2 separate regions of the Mus musculus genome follow, and region 2 is linked to region 1. Evidence: chromatin contacts called from public HiChIP or PLAC-seq data. All regions are on one chromosome and are shown on one strand. The core of a region is the stretch at or near the end of the contact, and the rest is flanking DNA. Distances in the headings are between cores, read along the strand shown. Region 1 overlaps Ahi1 (Abelson helper integration site 1). Region 2 overlaps Hbs1l (Hbs1-like (S. cerevisiae)).

What was found. HiChIP or PLAC-seq counts read pairs in DNA pulled down with a chosen protein or histone mark.
Region 2: a contact with region 1 is called in an H3K27ac HiChIP or PLAC-seq map of double positive thymocytes, with 3 times the contacts expected there. The contact joins two enhancer-like sites. A contact is called at or near these places in 1 of 484 Hi-C or Micro-C datasets (cortical neurons) and 2 of 115 datasets of contacts at active chromatin or transcription factors (bone marrow-derived macrophages and double positive thymocytes).

What each region holds. Positions count from the first base shown.
Region 1 is chr10:21,075,213-21,079,287 of GRCm38.p6, forward strand. It overlaps Ahi1 (Abelson helper integration site 1), which reads left to right. Exons shown (of 24, transcript NM_026203.3): 24 at 3,872-4,075. The coding sequence ends at 3,874. Among named protein-coding and RNA genes, the nearest start is that of Gm20149, 33 kb to the left of the region's middle. Within about 2 kb of position 2,024, at least 124 of the 459 cell types and tissues checked have an H3K27ac peak or open chromatin away from gene starts, as enhancers often do. A contact at or near this core is called in double positive thymocytes, where this site is marked.
Region 2 is chr10:21,316,532-21,320,243 of GRCm38.p6, forward strand. The region is part of intron 4 of Hbs1l (Hbs1-like (S. cerevisiae)); the gene reads left to right. It overlaps 4930455C13Rik (RIKEN cDNA 4930455C13 gene), which reads right to left. Exons shown (of 4, transcript NR_045352.1): 4 at 2,557-2,743. Among named protein-coding and RNA genes, the nearest start is that of Hbs1l, 22 kb to the left of the region's middle. Within about 2 kb of position 2,395, at least 16 of the 459 cell types and tissues checked have an H3K27ac peak or open chromatin away from gene starts, as enhancers often do. A contact at or near this core is called in double positive thymocytes, where this site is marked.

The DNA of each region.
Region 1 (4,075 bases), core at 774-3,273:
AATTAGAAAACATTTTAGGTTTTCCTCTAGGTTTTTGATTGTTTTCGCTGTGTCATCGTGATGGCTTGTTTCTTAGGGGACAGGCAGCTCTTGTTTCCTAGACTGGCCACAGACTCAGGCTCAAGCAGTTCTGCCTTCGCTTCTGAGAACCTAAGACTGTGGCTACATGTCACTGTGTCCAGCTAGGAACCATTTTGGTACAGATGTTTAGATTTATGGACTGGAAACGTTAAAAGTGGTGCAGGCAAAATGGCTCAGCAGTTAGAGCCCCTGCTGCCTGTTCCCAGCAGGCACTGCAGCGTACAGCTGTCAGCAACTCCAGTGGCAGGATCAGTGCCTTCTTCTGTCCTCCTTGGATACTACGTGGTGTACATGCATGCATATGTACGTACGCACATACGTATGTACATGCATACAGGCAAAATACTCATACCCATAAAATAAAAATAAATTTGTTTTTTAAAAAAGACCAATAAAGTTTTTAAATAGCAGCTGGGCTAGAAAAGAATGTTACCTAAAGGATTTGTACCTGTAGCGTATAGAATTTTCCTAATGATTTTGTACCTGTAGCATATAGAATTTTCCTAATGATTTTGTACGTGTAGCGTATAGAAAGCTCCAAGAGATCATCAGAGAAAGAAACATCATTTTTTATCACAAAAATGACAGCAAGTTTCAAAATATAGGAAATATAATTTTTATGAGAACACAAGGAAGTGGGTTACACTCATAGATGTATGTCCCTGTGTACAGTCCAGTCGCTCTTCATGGATGCAAGCTTGCTAGTAAGTTTGTTTTTATTTTCATGAAAGAGAGCATGTGAGTGTACGGTTCTCACAATTCTTACATAGCTATGTGTGATGAAGACTGTCACCCCAGTTGCTCATGTTCGAAGCTGGAAGAGTGGTGAGAGCAAGGGGTTCAAAGCTGTTCTGGGCCAACTAGGGAAACTCCATCTCAAAACTAAATATGTCCCTTACTAGACAGCAGGGAAATATTTGAGGACAAGGGAGAGAGTCAGTTAAAAGACTGTGTCTTCAAGTGGATGTCTAAGAGAAAATTTTAATTCAGTCTTTATGAGGAAAGCATTGGTTAAATTATCTCTGACTCAATATGCTGGCTCAGCTGTTTGCCTCTTAGTGGGAGGTTGATGGTTAAGCCCACCTGCGCAGCACAATTGAGACTGTTGTTTCAGTGGATGCTCTTCTAAAAGGAATTTATTAAATTGTGAAACACTTTTTTTTTCACTTTCAGGTTTTATCTTTATTTCTTTTTTTTATATTTTTTATTACATATTTTCCTCAATTACATTTCCAATGCTATCCCAAAAGTCCCCCACACCCTCCCCCCACCACTTCCCTACCCACCCATTCCCATGTTTTTGGCCCTGGCGTTCCCCTGTACTGGGGCATATACAGTTTGCGTGTCCAATGGGCCTCTCTTTGCAGTGATGGCCGACTAAGCCATCTTTTGATAAAATTGTGAAACACTTAAATAATCAATTGTCAGGTACTCATTATTCATTGGACACAGTTTTTGTCATGTTTTTGGCATATTGCATATGAGTGGAAAGATGCGATTGATAAATCTAGAAGGTAGGTATAAATAGTCAGTGCGTGTGGCCCTGAACAGCAGCATCAGCAGGTGTGGGCTCACTGTCTGGATGCTGAGGCTCAGCACGCGCCCCTGAACAGCAGCATCAGCAGGTGTGGGCTCACTGTCTGGGTGCTGAGGCTGTGCTGAGAATTTTTCCTTTGTATCTATTTATTTCCTGATTTTTTTTTCTACTCAACGTTTTCACACTACTTCAGTATTCTCTTCAAAATGAACATAATTTCAAAAGTTCTAACATGATCTATTCTTTCTACACAAGAGCCCGAGGCTCAAGGTCTCCTAACACCCAGTTCCCTAAGCGGGGTGTTCTCCTCTTCCGTGTTGAGAGCTCTGCCTGGATAGCAAGTTCTTGCAGTGCTCGCAGGCCGCCACTGCATGCTGGCATTTCCTGCGTGGGAGCTCAGCACAGAGCCTAACCCGTACCGGGTCCAGTTCCTTCTGACATAAGGCCTGGCCTGCCACTCAGTGTCGCTGCTCTACACACACATCAGGTTTCATATTCACTTTCATGATCTTGCTGTATAGATCCCCCTTTCTCTCTGTCTACGGCCTCTGTCCTGTGTTAGCTGTAGGCCTACTCTGTATGAACAGACCTCAGCGGAGGGGTTTGGACTTGGGCTTGTGTTTCTTGAGAGAATGGGGCTTCCATGACTGTCCCTCTGTCCCTTTCATCCTAACCCTGCCTCCCGCTAACAGGCAGCCTGTATGTTTCTTGCACTGTTCCTTCCTCCTGACGGTCTGAGTCGTTTCCCTCAGAGACTGTCGCTGCTGCTTCAGCTTTCTCTCAGCTTCTCTCAGGGCTTCCGCTCTGGAGTTTCTCCTGCTTCTCTGTTTACTTTTCAAAGCTCAGCCTCCATCTTCTGCACCTGCGGAGTCATCACTGATTCCCAGCTGTGGCCTGTCACCCTTCCCTTTCTTTCTTCCTCCTGTGCCACCACCATGCACCCTCCCCTTCTGTCTGTTGTGTTGTCCTAACCTTTCTTCTCCTCTCTGTGCTCTGCAGGTTTTAGGGTCTCTGTATGATTTGTACCTGCATTTATTTGAACCTCCACTCTTCTCTTTCCCTCTCTTATCCGTCCCTAATTGGGCCAGAAGTGTGACATGATAACAGAAATGACTTTCTGACTCCTCCTGTTACTATAGTATTTTAGCATGTTGTGTCTGTTGCATTTTACACTTAAACCAGTTGCTCTCATGAGTTTCACTTTCTGCGCTTCTGCACATCACAGGAGTTTATCTGTGTAATTGCACTTAACAAATTTAAAATCAGAAAACCTGAACTAACAACAGAATTTTTCCCAACCTTGGATGTAAATTTTTTCTCAGACGGAAAAAAAATAACATAAACACATACTTAAAGTAAGGCCTGTTTTGGAAAACACAAGTGTTTGCCTCCCCGGGAAGGCCAGTGGGCTAGCCTCTGCTCTTGCCTGCCACAGTGTGTCAGCAATTGCTTTTCTCAGAGGTGGTGAGTTGACCTAACCTGCTGCCATTGTCTCAAGGCTATATCTTGTTTCTAAGGATAGTCCAGTGCTCTGGCCTCTCTGGTTAGAGGGGTCCCAGGAGGTTTAAGTCCAGAGTCAACTGTGCCGCTCAAATGGTCAATCCCTCTGTCTGTCACCCACTCGCTATCCGTGTCCACTGTAGATTCTAAGAAAGCAACATCTGTATGTTGGCCCTTGATTTTTAGTAATAATTTAACTTGTTGTATCCCAAGATTCTGTTAGATACATGGTCAGCATGATAGCCAGTGATGATGACAGCCATGGCGGATCAGAAGCACAAAACGCCTTGGCTCACTTGGCTCTTATAGTTTGAAAACTATAATTAGCCCAGTTTGAAATTTAGACCCAGCCATGGAGTGAGAGAGTCTCCATGAAAGTGGTCTACTTCTTTATAGTGATGAAACTGAAATGCCTCCACAAGACCTCCGCCCCCTGAAGGGAAGGACTTTGCCCGAAGCTGCTTCCTTCAGAAGCATCTTGCTCCGTTTGGAGCTGCCACAACTCCTCTTGAGAAATTTGTCTTTTTTGTTCCTGTCAGTGCAGGAAGAGTCAGTGCAACTGCTAACAGTGCACAGAAATGTGAACAGTATAACCAGGGGCGAGCTATATGAGGGCTAATATGTTAATATTGTTATAGTAACATAGCCCTTTTATTTAGCAGGTGAGGTGTGTCACTGAGTCTCTTACTTGCATAACTGCTCCGGTTGTAGCTAGAAGACGTCACTCAGTATCTTGTGTGCTTTTCTCCCTAGTAAAAAGCTGGAGACGAAGCAGAAGCCGCCTGATGAGTGCACATGATGTGACGTCCACGCCAGACGGAGTTCTCGTTAGATTTTGGGTGAAAAGAAGCAGTATTTATTGACCTTAAAAATCTGAAGCAAACTTAGCTCTAAAAAGAAAAAAATCACTGTGGCCTTTGGGCTTAATTGTTATGAACCATTGTGAGTGTTACTGGT
Region 2 (3,712 bases), core at 1,145-3,644, 240 kb after region 1:
CATCGTTGTTTTTTTAATGAGTCCTTTATCTTCTTCTCCTCTCAGAATATCACAAAATAGTTTTTGAGTTATTAGGACATGATTATGATTTTGTGCTTTATATTTTCATGACAAATAGCAGATTGAGTCCCTTGTTTGCTGTAGTACCTTTCTTATTTTCTGTTCTTGTGTGACTAGTATATTGGTTACTGTCTTTGTTGCTGTGATGAGCCTTCCAAGCAACTTGGGGAATATTTGGGCTTATGGTGTGGGGGTAAAATCCACGAGGCCAAAAGCATAAGGGTCAGGTTCTAAAAGCCTGTGACGCATTTCTTCACTGAGGCTGTACCTTGTGAAAGTTTCAAATCCTTCCAAAGCCCTGTCACTAGCTGGGCTTTTTTTTTCCCCCTGTCTGTTAAATAGAGGAGTCTGGGAGTATCTCAAGTTAACACAGCTAGCCAGTCTGATTCGTATCTCTTGTAACTTTCATTTTATTTCTACCCTTCCTCTCTGTGCAGGAGCTTTCTTCCTGATCCTCCTTCTCCATCTTGTTGATTTTGTCTTCTTCTGCATGCTTGAATACGTTGGCTGTATATGTGTGGGGTGCCTGGTTCCTTGCTGAGGTCGGGGAACCATCAGATCTCGAACAAGCCACCATGTGGATGCTGGGAACCAGATCTAGGTCCTCTAGAGGAACAAAAAGTGTTCTTTAGCTGCTGAGACATTTCTCCAGCCCCCTTACTCTAGTTCTAAAAATCTTTTATCCTTTAAGTTCTTCTTAGCTATAGTATCTTTACTATTGTTCATGCTAAAATATAAAATTATTTTCTGGTGGTTGGAGAGAGAGCTCAGCGATTAAGAGCACTGGCTGCTCTTCCAGAGGACTTGGGCTCAATTCCCAGCACCCACATGTCAGCTCACAACTGTCTGTAACTCCTGTTCCAGGGGATGTGACACCCTTGCACAGAAATACATGCAGTCAGATCACCAATGTACATAAAGTGAAAATAAATTAGATCAAAAAGTATTTTCTCATTCATATTCTGCATTCTTTGTCTGCTGTTAAGTTTTCTTTATTTTTCTTAGAGTATCTCCATGTCTCAGCCCCGTTTGAATATTTTTTATTTGAGGAAGAGGGAAATCATTTAGTTTAAAAAAATATATTTAGTTCATATTTTAAATTCTGAAGCCGGGCGTGGTGGTGGACGCCTTTAATACCAACACTCGGGAGGCAGAGGCAGGCGGATTTCTGAGTTCGAGGCCAGCCTGGTCTACAGAGTGAGTTCCAGGACAGCCAGGGCTACACAGAGAAACCCTATCTCAAAAAAACCAAAAAAAAAAAACAAAAAAAAAAAAAAAAAAAAAAATTCTGTATGTGTGTGGGGTTGTATGTACACATGAACACAGCTTCCACGGGAGCCAGCAGATGGCATCAAAATCCCCTGGAGCTGAAGTTACAGGTGGTTTATCCAGTGTGTGTCCTCAGAACAGAACTCACGTCCATGCAGGAGCAGGAGACACACTTAACTGCTGAACCATCCGTCCAGCTGCTGGAAGTTCATACTCTACAGCATCACTGAAGAGTAACGGGGAGTGTGCAAGGCCAAACTCAGGCCGTCTTGTATTCTTGACCTTGCTATATTCTACTCTGGATTCAGGCTCAGCACAGTTTTATAAATACTTCATTTTCTTTCTTTGAGACATAGCTTAAACCTCTTACCTTTAATAGTAATTCGTGTTATTTCTAAAATAGTGTATTAAATGTTATCTTTCTTAATTTTGATAACTCTGTTAACATATATGTTAAAACATGCTGGTAGAAAATGCACATAGCCTAAGAATGGGTCACCCATACAGTTCGTATGAGTGAGTTGTTAAATGAGTGTATGAGAGAAGATTTAAGTCAGCACAACCCGTCAGTTCTCTGATGTGCTCACCTTGTCACCTCTGGGGTGGCTCACACCTTTAATCACAGCACTCTGGAGAGCAGAGGCAGGCTCATCTCTGAATTCTAAGCTAGCCTGGTCTATAGTGAGTTCCATCCAGGACAAGCCAGGACTATACAGAGAGGGACCTCGTCCCCCCCTCCCTCCCCCCAAAAAATCATGTCTCAATAGTGGCTTTATCATGCAGACCCCGTGTTGTGTATCTGTACCAGGTGTGACTGCGGAGATGGTGTTGTTTAAAAGTATCCTTAGACCATGGCTGAGTTATTTCCTACGAGTGCCAAGCTCCTGTCTAAGATCCCTTGCTCCTCCTTGTGCTTCGATCCCTCAGGCTTCAGAGTGGAAGCGAGGGAGTGGTGGGGATGGGCTGCTGGTAGGAGCTGCAGCCTCTCTCCTCTCTCATGGCATCCTGGAAGTGTCCTGTGATTGGTCTGAAGACTTTACAATGAAGGGTTAAGATGAGAGTCTGACTGCTACTCAGTTTATGTGACCTTGCAGTAGTAATGCACTAAAATAGATTTCATTTTACTGCAGTCAGTTCTGGTTTTCTAGGCTGTTAAAATAGGCATAAGTAAGTAACTTCTCTAATTTTCCATTATAAATGTATTTTCTTGGAAAGTTTTCACTAATTGATCCTTTACTGAGTATTTTTATTCAAACAATAAGAAGAATGTATACATCTTGTAAAGATAACTGAGAATGAATTGGCTTTGTGCTTACTGTTATGTGGGAGTTTTTTCAGAGGAAGTGGTTGAATTCAGTGAAGAAGCTTAAGTACTCCGTAATGTTCTCAGAGTCTCTTCATATATACACCTACACTGGAAAAATTGAAGCATGAATTGCTTAATTTAAAAATAATTTACTTTAGATTCTTAAAGCTTTTTTATTTAAAGCATATAAGTTACTTGAATATTACATAGAACTTCCTTTTAATCCTAGTAACTTTGTTTTTAAAATTATCAGGATTAAAATTAGATATATTTACATACAATTATTTCATTCTATGGCAATGATAAGTCTTTCAGTCTTTGAATACATGCTACTTACTACTGAATATTTTAGTGAGGAACACAGTGGAGGGAGAGGAGAGATCAATTCAGTGAAACCAGGTTTCACTACTTCTATTCCTTTCTAGAAAGACTTCAGAGAGAAGTATGCCAGCGTCAGGGTTACAGAGAAAGTCAGAGCTCGGGCTCTCAAAACCCAAAGGGTGGGAAGCCTGGGATGTTTGCTCACTCCTCCTGCGTCTGCCTCACAAATGCTGCAGTTGCAGCCATGTGCCACTCTAGCTAGCTTCCTTAAAACCTTATTTCTAAGATTGTATTTTTAATTATGTATGTGTGCTTGCATGCACACACATGTGTGAATGCAACTTATAGAGGCCAGAAAGAACATCATATCCTCTGATTGGAGTTATAGGCAGGTGTGAGCTACCTTCCTGAAGAGGCTGCCGGGACCTGAACTCAGACCTGAGAGGGCTGTATGTGTGCTTTACCCCTGAGCCCATGTCTCTAGCCCCCTTGAAGAGCTTTGTAGTAGCCCACTGAGGCGGTGTCTGGTGATTTTATTTAACCAAATACACCTGAATTTAAGTTGTTTGTTGTGCAGTCTCAGTTATTTCGTGACAGGTATGATTCTGTTGTGACGCTGAGAGATGAAAGGGGTGGCTGTTGTAAGATGTTTATTAAACTGATTTTACATAGAATTTTGAGTCCTAATAGCATTGCTGAGGCTCTTTAGTAAAGGGTTTCATTTCACACTGATGAGTGTTAATTTGTATGGAAGTT